2 separate regions of the Pan troglodytes genome follow, and region 1 is linked to region 2. Evidence: chromatin contacts called from public HiChIP or PLAC-seq data. All regions are on one chromosome and are shown on one strand. Each heading gives the region's core, a stretch centred on a gene start, on an enhancer-like site or on the middle of the called end of the contact. The rest is flanking DNA. Distances are from core to core; before and after follow the strand shown.

What was found. HiChIP or PLAC-seq counts read pairs in DNA pulled down with a chosen protein or histone mark.
Region 1: a contact with region 2 is called in an H3K4me3 HiChIP or PLAC-seq map of stem cell-derived excitatory neurons, with 4 times the contacts expected there. The contact joins the promoter of KCNJ8 here to the promoter of ST8SIA1 in region 2. A contact is called at or near these places in 1 of 7 Hi-C or Micro-C datasets (stem cell-derived neural progenitor cells) and 1 of 1 datasets of contacts at active chromatin or transcription factors (stem cell-derived excitatory neurons).

Annotation. Positions count from the first base shown.
Region 1 is chr10:73,747,272-73,752,398 of NHGRI_mPanTro3-v2.0_pri, reverse strand. It overlaps KCNJ8 (potassium inwardly rectifying channel subfamily J member 8), which reads right to left and starts at 1,801. Exons shown (of 4, transcript XM_009425751.5): 1 at 1,703-1,801; 2 at 766-903.
Region 2 is chr10:73,199,947-73,205,078 of NHGRI_mPanTro3-v2.0_pri, reverse strand. ST8SIA1 (ST8 alpha-N-acetyl-neuraminide alpha-2,8-sialyltransferase 1) reads right to left here and starts at 3,046. Exons shown (of 5, transcript NM_001037303.1): 1 at 2,811-3,046. The coding sequence starts at 3,046.

The sequences.
Region 1 (5,127 bases), core at 552-3,051, 550 kb before region 2:
ACCAAAAATGTGATTTTTACTAACCCAAACATGAATCTAGCTTGTGCTTCAGTTCTGGGATCTCAGAAAAATTACTTGGTTTTAATAAAAAGAACTGTTTCAATTTTTCTTATTCTGAGTACATATGGACATAGCCTTAGTTAAACAAAACCAGGAGCCTTCCGGTAAACAGCAGGCTCAAAGATAATTCTCTGCGATTAACCGCGTCTGTAAATTAGTGCAAGGCTACAGCACGTGGCGTCAGTCATGAAGATTAAGACCAGTTGGGTGCACGATCTACTTATTAAAGTACTTAGATGATGTAGCAATATTAAAAGTAAAGAGAGAAAATTCTTCCTCCGTTATTTTTAGAAGTAAGCAAAGGCCATGACTCCTTGCGCAGTCTAAATAACGTGTACTCTGACAAAATTATAATTAGTGGTGTGCTATAGAATTTATAAGTTATAAGAATTATTTTAAATGCGAAAGAAGTATGAGTTGCATCTAAAAAGAGTTAAAAAGGTTCCTGTGGAAATCATAATATAAATTGAAAACTTTTTTTTTTTTTTTTTTTTTTTTTTTTTTTTTTTTACAACGAAGGAATCAAATATACAAGGTGCGGGGGGGAAAAAACCCAAGACAACAGCCTGCGGGTTGCAGTAGGGAGTGTGCCCCGAAAAGTCCATCCATCACTGCAAGCCTCTGCGGTGTTTTGCATTTTAAATCATTTACGGGAACACGGACAGCCTCCCCCCTCCCCTCCCCCGGAGCAGCTTTGAAACTTACAGACTCCGGGTAGCGGGCGCGGCGGCTGGACCTCCTTGCACACGCCGGCGGGCCGCGGGCAGGTCCCTCGCTCTCCCATGCTGGCGCGCGGGACCAGGGGCCGCCCAGGCCGGAGGGACAAATTGGGGGCTGCGTGTCCTAAGGAGAAGAGTTAAAATAATAAAAGGTGCAACTGAATCTAAACGCAGGGAGGGCTAGAGGAAGGGGGATGGGTGTAGATCTTCCCCTCCCCCTGCTCAGCTCAACTCCCTTGGCCACTTCAGTGGAAGGAGGAGGAACTGGGGGGGCGGGGGGGGGGCGATGCTCCACAAATCAGCCTCCCAGTTAGGGCTTTGACGCACGCCAGACCTCGGAAGCCGACGTTGTCGCGGAGTAGGGGGCGGGCGGGGAGGGGGCGAGCGCAAGTCCCCGGGAGGTAGGGAGCAGGCCAGAGGGAGGGACGACCCGGGGGAGGGCGGGACCTGCAGAGCCAGCTCCTTTCCAGTAGCCGCGACCCCCTGCCGCCAGCGTGACACACAAGTCTTTAAAAGGCTCTCTGCTCAGGGGAGAGAACTTTCTGAGTCCAAGTTCACTGACGTAAGGAGATTTAATTTTAATTTTATTTTGTAATCTAGGTAGATAACTGGGCTACTTCATGATAACTGGGCTACTTCGGACTGAATAAAAGCAGAGAGGTCAGAAAATATTCTTCCAAAGCGTTCAAGCTGTGGGCACACACAATTATTTACATTAAATTTACACCTGCTAGGAGAGATACAGGTGGAAGATGTTCTGAAACCCACTATAGTAAACTATTTCTTCACCAGCCAAAGCCAGTTCTCAGGGAATTAAACACACACACACCTCAAAACAGCGACTGCCCCCCACCACCCCCGGCCCCTTAAGGAAAAGAAAGAAAAAAAGAACCACTGACTGGCTCCCAATGAAGAAATTTTACCCCAAACAGGGACGGCCGTTAACACTTCAGCGCTGATAAGGCCAGGTCATTCGGTCCTCAGTAATTGGTTGCTTTCTGAAATGTTGCAGCTTCTTCCTCTGTCTAGATGGGTCTGAATGATAAAACAGCATTTGCGCACAAAAAAGGTTATACAATAAACATCTATAGCTTTTTGAAAAGGAGCCAGCGAAGACAAATGTGCTTTTTCCCACAGGTCAAGCCTCCTGATTTTGGCACTTGCGTTAATGGAAACTTTAATTCTTGGAAGTTTCACGTATTTTCCAAGACTCGGGCCGAAAGTGTATGGAGCATAAACAATGTATTCATTTAATTAGCCAAAGACCTAAAATTAGTCTTTAATGAAGGCAAATTTAGAACTTTTTTTTTCTCCTTGTGGTTAGATCTCCTTAACCCCTGTAAGCCCAGGATCCTGGTTTGTTAGTGGTAGTCCTCTTTTCTACTGTCATTAATTTTTGCAGTAATTTATGTAGTATAATAGTTTTACAAGTGTGTGAAGAATCAGTTTGTATAGTCAATTCCCGCCATTGTTCTATTTTACCTTTGACTTTGTACACATTATTATTCATTATTTTAGCCTGGGGAACATTTACTGAACACCTTTGTAAGCTTTTTTTAGGTTTATATGTCTAGTGATATATAAATATATGTCATAGTTGTTGCTTTTAAGAGGCAGTTGTAGTAAGAGAGAGATTCTCTAATACAAGCAGGGATGTGATTAGAATAGGAAAGGAAATTTTAAAATGCCATGGGAATTCAAATGAGAGATATTTAAGAGTAGGAGACTAAGGAAAAATCCATGGATTATTTGGCATCTGATCTAGGCTTTGTAAGCCTAGATATATTTAGGGTATACAGAAAAGCAGAGAAAAGACAGCCCACGTCAGCACTGATTAAGCCAAGTTGGCTACACAGCAGGATTGGACACTTGAGTTCAGTGCTCCCTGAGCAGGCACTGTTACCACCTACTCTCAATACTTAATGAGATTTTCATGTACTCGTCACTCCCATTCCCACCACTCCTGTACCCCCTCCCTTAAACTGGGGACTGCTAGAGGGCAAGGCTGTGACTTGTTCATCTTTGTAGCAAGGCCCTAGCACCATTTAAATTATAAATGGGCTCAAAAAATATTTTTGAATCAATGAATGAAAAATACAAAGTTGAAAAAGCATATTGGGGCCTTAAAAAATGCATAGACAGCCTTAAATGCTCAACAAAAGAAGCTGAGGAGTCCTCAGTATGTAGTGGTAAGCCATGGAAAGATTTGGATCAGAAAACTACACAATAAGAGCCTGTTTTAAGAGGATTGATCCAGAAGCAGAGAATATAATGGCTTTAAGGGTTGCATTTCTTGAGTATAGTCCCTCTGGGCTCCAAAATTCTGTAACTGGCAGAAGAGGGTGCTGGAAACTGTTACATTAATTCGAGAAGGAATGAGGTCTTGGGCTAATAGGTAGCATCAGTGGGCACTATACAAATACATACAAAAGGAATGTTATACAGAGTCAATATTGGAAAAGGGAAAAGTCAGAGGTGACTGTGATGTTTATCATAGTAACAGAAAAATAGTAAGAAAATTGGAATGAGAAGAGCTGAAGTACTGTGGAGAATTTATGAGAAGATTTGCAACAAAAAAAAATCCATATCTGAATTCTCTGAAAATTCCGTTCTTTTGGTATAATACATATTTCAGACTCTTTTTTTTTTCAGTGAGATGTATTCTTCCAAATACGCAATTTTAAATTGTTTTGACTTGCTTTCATAACAGAATGTCATATTTTTATTAGTAATTTAACTTGATTGATTCAAAATCGGCACATAATAAAGATCAAATTTGAAGAAATTAATAAGTAAATGTTTGACAATAGTAGGCCTAAGAACAAATAGTAATCATTTTTAAATGGTAAAGAATGTGTGCTATAAGAATATTACAGATATATATTTTTCTTTGTATTCCCTTTCTACATTGTTTCCTTAAGCAGTGTATGTCTTTGTCCTTCAACTAGTTTTTCTGCCCTAAGTGGAAGCTGCATGAGAGCACATTGTTTATTATCACCACACACCCAGGGTCTCAAATTGTTCCGAGATCCCAAGAATAGGTACTCAATAAATACTTGTCAAATGAAAAGAAGTAGGAATAGTGTTCAAAACATGGTATTTCTCTCTCTTGCATTTTCTCTCTCATCTCTCTCTACCCTTCATGGTTTTGCAACTATTTCTCAGAACCCACATAGGAAATGTGAACTTTTGGAATTCACTTTGCAGTCTGTTTCTATAGCTGTCTGCAAAAATTTTCTTATTCTCACTTTTCTCTTTACTATATTGCTCTACCTTTAAATCAAGCTTGTCCAACACGTGGCCCGCGAGCTGCATGCAACCCAGGAGAGCTTTGAATGCTGCCCAACACAAATTCGTAAACTTTCTTAAAATTATGAGTTTTTTTGTGATTTTTAGCTTATCAGCTATCGTTAGTGTTATTGTACATTATGTGTGACCCAAGACAATTCTTCTTCCAATATGGCCCAGGGAAGCCAAAAAATTGGACACTCCTGCAAAATTATCCATTTCTCCCTTCTTTAGCAACTTCCCTAACTTCCCTAATTGCTCTAAGTCAGCAATACTTAAACTTGTCTGGCATTTGCTAGCTAAGTTTCTCTTTACAACTTGATTTTAAGCTTAACTGACATATACCTCTATCCCCCAAAAGTCTTTCTGGACACATAGTAGCTGCTCAATAAATATTTATTATTGACTGACCTCTAGCTCTCCCTCATATTATGGTCCAAACAGTGAACATTTAAATTTGCCTCTGGCTGAGAAATTGGCAAAAAAAAATCAATTAATTTTCAAGAGCACATTTACTACTTAGGGCTTATTTTATTCATCTGCTTATTCAATCACTATATGCTGTTGTCCACTAAAAGTTAGGTATATTTTCTTAACTGTTCAATAATTTCCTTAATTGTTCTTTCAGGAGTGAAAACTAATTTGCACACTACCAGAGGAGATCAGTAATAAGTTTAGAACACAGCTAATTTTATTTACTATTATAATTTTCTTGAGTATGCAGGAATCCTGTTAGAATTTACTCATGTTGCAGAAATTTATGCAATTAAAAAGCAATTAAAAGATATTGGTTCAGTTGTAAGTCAGCATCTGCCAGGTTCCTTTTAGACCCTATGAGCATTTTCTTTGGGTTTCTGACATTCTCATTCTCTTAAGAAACAAAGCTTGTCAAGTGCCTTCAGACAAGTAGAGAAAATATTAGGTTGATGCTTTTCCTAATTGTCTGCTGCTTTGATTACTAAATGCAAATCAGTGAAGTTTCTGAAAGTACCCTTGAGAGCAAGGGTGAAATTCTTGCAGTTGTTGACTTTGCCTTTGACATGACTTGTAGACTTCAAAC
Region 2 (5,132 bases), core at 1,797-4,296:
GTGAAACACTCTCTTTTCTCTTCACAGAATTTAACCGTATGTTAAGTCATCGTATTTATTTGTGTGTCAATCATCCTCTACTAGGAGGTAAGCTCTTAGAGGAGGCAATCTATCCATCCTATTCACTGCTATCCCCCAGGGCCTAACACATATCTGATGTAGAGTAGTCACTCATGAAATATTGGTTAATTGACTGATTGCAAATGTTTGTATTTATGTATGTATACACATCTATATTTTTATACATATATGACACCATTCCATGATTTGTGAATAAATGCACCTATATCTCAACATATAAGTGCACCTTGTGCATTTGTGTGCATATATCTGTATTTATGCAGAAGATGTTTCAGACTGGAGAAAAACAGATGCTTGTTTGTCAAAGTTGTGTCTCCTTAACATGATAATGGCTTCTGACTGACCGGTCTAATATTTAACAAATAAACACTACTGCCATATACTGACAATCCAAATGTTAAAGAACATTAAATGTGCAGGTAAAAAATAATTAACTCAAACCATGAAACTTCTCCTACCTTTCAAAATGTCTTGTCCCTGTTCATTAGCGTTAAGTGTACATGGCTGGGGAGAGGGGTAGGGACCAATAACGTTTACCTGTAAATCTGGCAGGAGAAACATTCCAAATTCTCATGGGCTGCCCAGATTTCCTTATTTAAGTTGTAACATATACCAGAAATATAATTTATAACAATTATAAGGCAACCATTTTCTGGGTACACAATGTACCAGATACTTGGCATCAGTTTTTATTAAAAATGTAAACCTTCTAACAACTCTGCAATGTAGATAAACAAGAAAGCCAGGACTCAAAAAATATAGTAACTTGCCAAAGATTCTCTGCTGTTTATCTAGTCACGGCATACTCAGTGTAGAAATGCAGAATTCTACTCTGAAGCTCAAACTTATTTCAATAAGCAATGGTGCCTTTTACATGCTTTTACAGCCACTAACTTTGAGGGATATGTGTTTAGGTAGTTTTCATAGTGTGTGGATTTTAATAAGTAATTCTCTGCACATAGAGACCAGACCAAATAACAGCCAAACACACTGAAAATTACTCCAGGCTACAGAAAGCAAGGAACAAATGTGTCTCAGAAACTATCAGCCTGTGTGTCTCAGAATTTGAAGCATTTTCCACTTGATTGTGTCCTCCAACAAGAAATCTATCCTCTAAGAGGGCTTCATTATTCCTCCTCCTATATTAAAAAAATGGACTCTTTCATTGCAAACCAATGGGAAGTTCTTAACTCATTTCCTTAGATCACTTGAAATGAAAGTGCTTTCTGTCTTTAGGGAAAATAATTGCTGGATGTGATGCCTTTTGCCTGCTTTTGAGTCCCACAATCAATACTGTGAAGGAAAGAAAAAATTAACCCTTAGATACTTTTAGGAAGAGTGAGGTTATTTTTAAATTCAATGATGATAGAGTTCTAAAAAGGGAGAAGGAAAGTCCTCCCTTCCAAGGAGAATGCAGTTGCCTTCCTCTAAACAAATTGGCTCTGTTATCTTTTTAATCCTCTTTCCAGGAGGAGGCCTGAGAAGGAGATGGAAACCATATGTTTAAAAAGTTTTTTAAAATGTATAGATGCTCCTGAATATTTGTAAATAACTGCAGTGAAAAATGTTTACATTAGAACTCACCTGCCCTTGCACTGATTAGAAAGATCCTCTACAGAGCAGAGGAGATCATTTCCAACCACCCAGACCACTACAATCACAGGAAGAAGCCAACAGCAGCATCTTCAGCCCTAGAGACTAAAGGTGAAAGGGGCACCTCGCAGTGGTGGAAGCACCCGTGTGTTCCCTCAACATGCCTGGGGAGGTGGAGAGGAAGGGGAAGCAGCTCTGCCTTCCCTCCAATCTAACTACACAACCCCTGCTGCCGTAACTTATTTTTAGACATTTAATCTAAAATTCCCAGAAAGGAAGCGGATCTACAACCTCTGAGTGATCCTCAGAGTTCTGATTTCCAACCTGGCTTGGGGATTTTGTTTGTTTTCTGACTTCAGGTGCCTACTTAAAGTACATCTCCCATCTTCCAGAGGCATCCACAGCCTAAGCCAATAAAAAGAGCTGGGAGCTTTGGAGCTTTAAGTGATGAAAAATCCAGCACCCACAGGTCAAAAGTAATGACCTTGGGGAAGTTACTCATCCTTCTAAAGAATCAATTTGTGGTCAACAAGATGAGATAATAATACTAGAAAGCTGTTCGAGATTTCAACACAAAAATTGCACAGTATCGTCTCTTAGTAGGATGTCAGTCAGTACTATGCACTTGCTGTGGGCACACTGCGCAAAGCTGCGGGATCCGTCCATGTATCTACTGCCCATCACTCCGACGTTGGGAACTTATGTTACCGACTGTGCACTCCACCTCGGGGAGATGCCTTTTACCTGCTTCTTGTTCCCTACAGCTTCAAATGTCTGCAGAGCCCAAGAGGTAAATTCTCATTAAGTGCAAGAGACTAAGTTATCCTGGGTTCTCCTTCCCTCTGTTTTGTTTATCCGTAAATTGTTAAATAAAACTCCGCTTTGGGAAGAAATGCGTCGAGTCTTTACATGCGCAAAGCAGGTGTCTGCACATCTCTGGGGATCAGGGGTGGGGAAGGAACCCTGACTAAAGTCTCCAGGTTGGGAATGGCACAAATGGAGGGAAAGGACATGGAAGAGCGGATGAAAGGGATGCCTCTGCGAGGCGGTGCAAGGCGGTCCTCGCCGGTGACCCTGTCCTCTGCACTCGGGGAGGAAAGGACGCTAGAGGGGAGGAGCCGCGAGGGCAGGAGTACCTGAACGCTCTGGCCGCGGTCTGGTTCCTCCTCCACGCCGTGCCCTGTTGCAGCACCCCCTGCACGATCTCTTTCTCGTTGGGCAGCCGGTAGACGGGGAAGATGTAGAGCCAACAGAGGACCACGACACAGAGGGCACTGGCTCCCATGGGCAGCCGGGTCCGCGGGAACTTCCACGCCAGTACAGCCATGGCCCCTCTGGACGTTTGTCGCCGGGCCCGCCCGCAGGGGCTCATCGCAGCCCCGGCGTCCCAGGGGCGGGGGCCGGGGCCTCAGCACAAAGCTAGGCGAAGTGGCAGCGGAGGGTCCCCCACCGCCAGCCCCCCATGCACACACACCTTTGGTTCTCTTACTTGCAAGCGCACGCACGCTTCTTCGGCCCGGTCGGCCCCAAAGGTCAGCGCAAGGATTTTTTCAAATGCAACTTTTCCAAGGATTTCTTTCTAGGGGAAGTGGCTGGGGGTGAAGTCACGATCTATGGCCATGGTCGCTTCCCCTGCAGAAGGCGGGCGCTGGGGTCTCCGAGTGCGCAGAGAGCGGCGGCGGCGAGTCGCTCCCGCCGGTTCTGCAGCATCACGGTCGCCCTCGGCGAGGGTCCGGGAGAAGGCTCGGCTCCCTCCCAGACATTTGGCCCGTGGCGTCCCCTTGTCCCCTCCGAGCGATGCTCCTGCGCCCTTCGCCGCCTCCCGCGCTGCTGCGCCGCCAGGCAACCCCCCCCCACCCACCCGCCCCGAGACGCGCTCTCTGCGCCGCACCAAGTCCTTGGAAATTTCCACGACGGCCCGGGACCGCTATCCTGCCCCGGGCTCCTCCGCCTCGCCCGCCGGGACCCTCGCTCTCCACCCCTCCCGGAGAAGAAAAGAACTCGCTCTCATCAGTTAATTCAGCGGCGCGCCGCAGCCTTCCGCTGCGCCCCGGACTTCGCAGACAAACGCCCAGGGATTGGTGGAAATCAAGGTCTCCCCCTCCCTCCCCCACCCGCAAAATTGCCTCCTTCGACCCGATCCGAGCCGCGACACTCGCCCAGAGCGCGCAGCCCTCACTCGTACCCTTGTTCTTTGGAGATAACGGCAGACAATAAAAAACAACAGCCCCCCGCCAATAGAAATATATCAGTCCCTGAGTGTGGCGGAGACTGGCTAATATCCTGATCCTTCGACAAGCGGCCGGTGTGCCCAGGCTGTCACCCTGCTGCCGTCACCCTAGTCTTTCTCTAACTGGTTGGATATTAACCCGCAGCCAGGCGCGAGGAGGCTGGCGGAGATTTATTCCTTCCTGGGCCCCCACCCCCATTAGCCGGTCCCGGACCCGCGGCCCGTGTGTGTGTGTGCGCGCGCGCGCGCACACACACACACACACACACACGCACACACGTTCACGGGCGCAAGCGAGCGCGCGCACGAGGAGGTGCGTGCACTCCGGGGTCCTCCGCCTCGCCTCCTCCCTGAAAGGAAAGACAGTGCTGCATCCAGATGTGCAGGCAGCTGGTGCCCAAACACTAGACCTCAAGATGTCACATTGCCTTGGAGGCGCGCGGCCTTTTAGATTAAAGGACCGTTGGTTCTTAGACGTCCTTCTTGCCCTTCTTGCTTGTGATAAGCGATAAGCTTATCGCAACCCCGACCTTGGAAAAGCGCCACCCGCCTTGACCCACCGAGCCGAGAGAGTCGCTGTTAGCCATTTCTGCTCGCCCCGGCGGCCGACGCATAGCTCGGGTACCTCCTAGCGGTCGCCTATTCTATTTGCTTAAGCATCTCGTCAAGCATAAAGTGTGCAAGGACAAAGAAGAAACCTGGTCAGCTTAGTCATCACGAAAACAAAATCTAAGGCTATAACTCCATTTGTTCAGCCGACCAGGCTGCGGTGCCTGGTATCTTTGTCTAGCATCCGTCTCCACTGAGAGGTGGAACTTGAGAAGTTGATGCAAAGTTAGTTTTCGAAAAGCGAAGTAGCATCCCAGATGACCACTTTAGTGTCATTTTCTCAACAATACTGTGCTCTTAGTTGAGTGACCTACTGCCCTCCACCGGCAGGCATGCCCCAGAAATCTCTGTCCTACTTAGGTAAATCAGTAGAGACAGGGGAAACCTTGAAATCCCAGTCACATCTTACCACAGTGGAGGCTGATACAGATTCTTTAAAATGAAGATCATCTTAAGTCCTGCAAAGTAACCAGCCAACTCTCTTCTATCCTGGAAAAGGGGAAGGGAAGGGGGGGCTTTTCCTACTTGCCTGGGCTTTGGATAAATCATCTGCCATCTTTGATCTTATAATTTAAGTAAAACACAAACCATTCCCATTTTTCTTCCTCAAGTTCAAGGG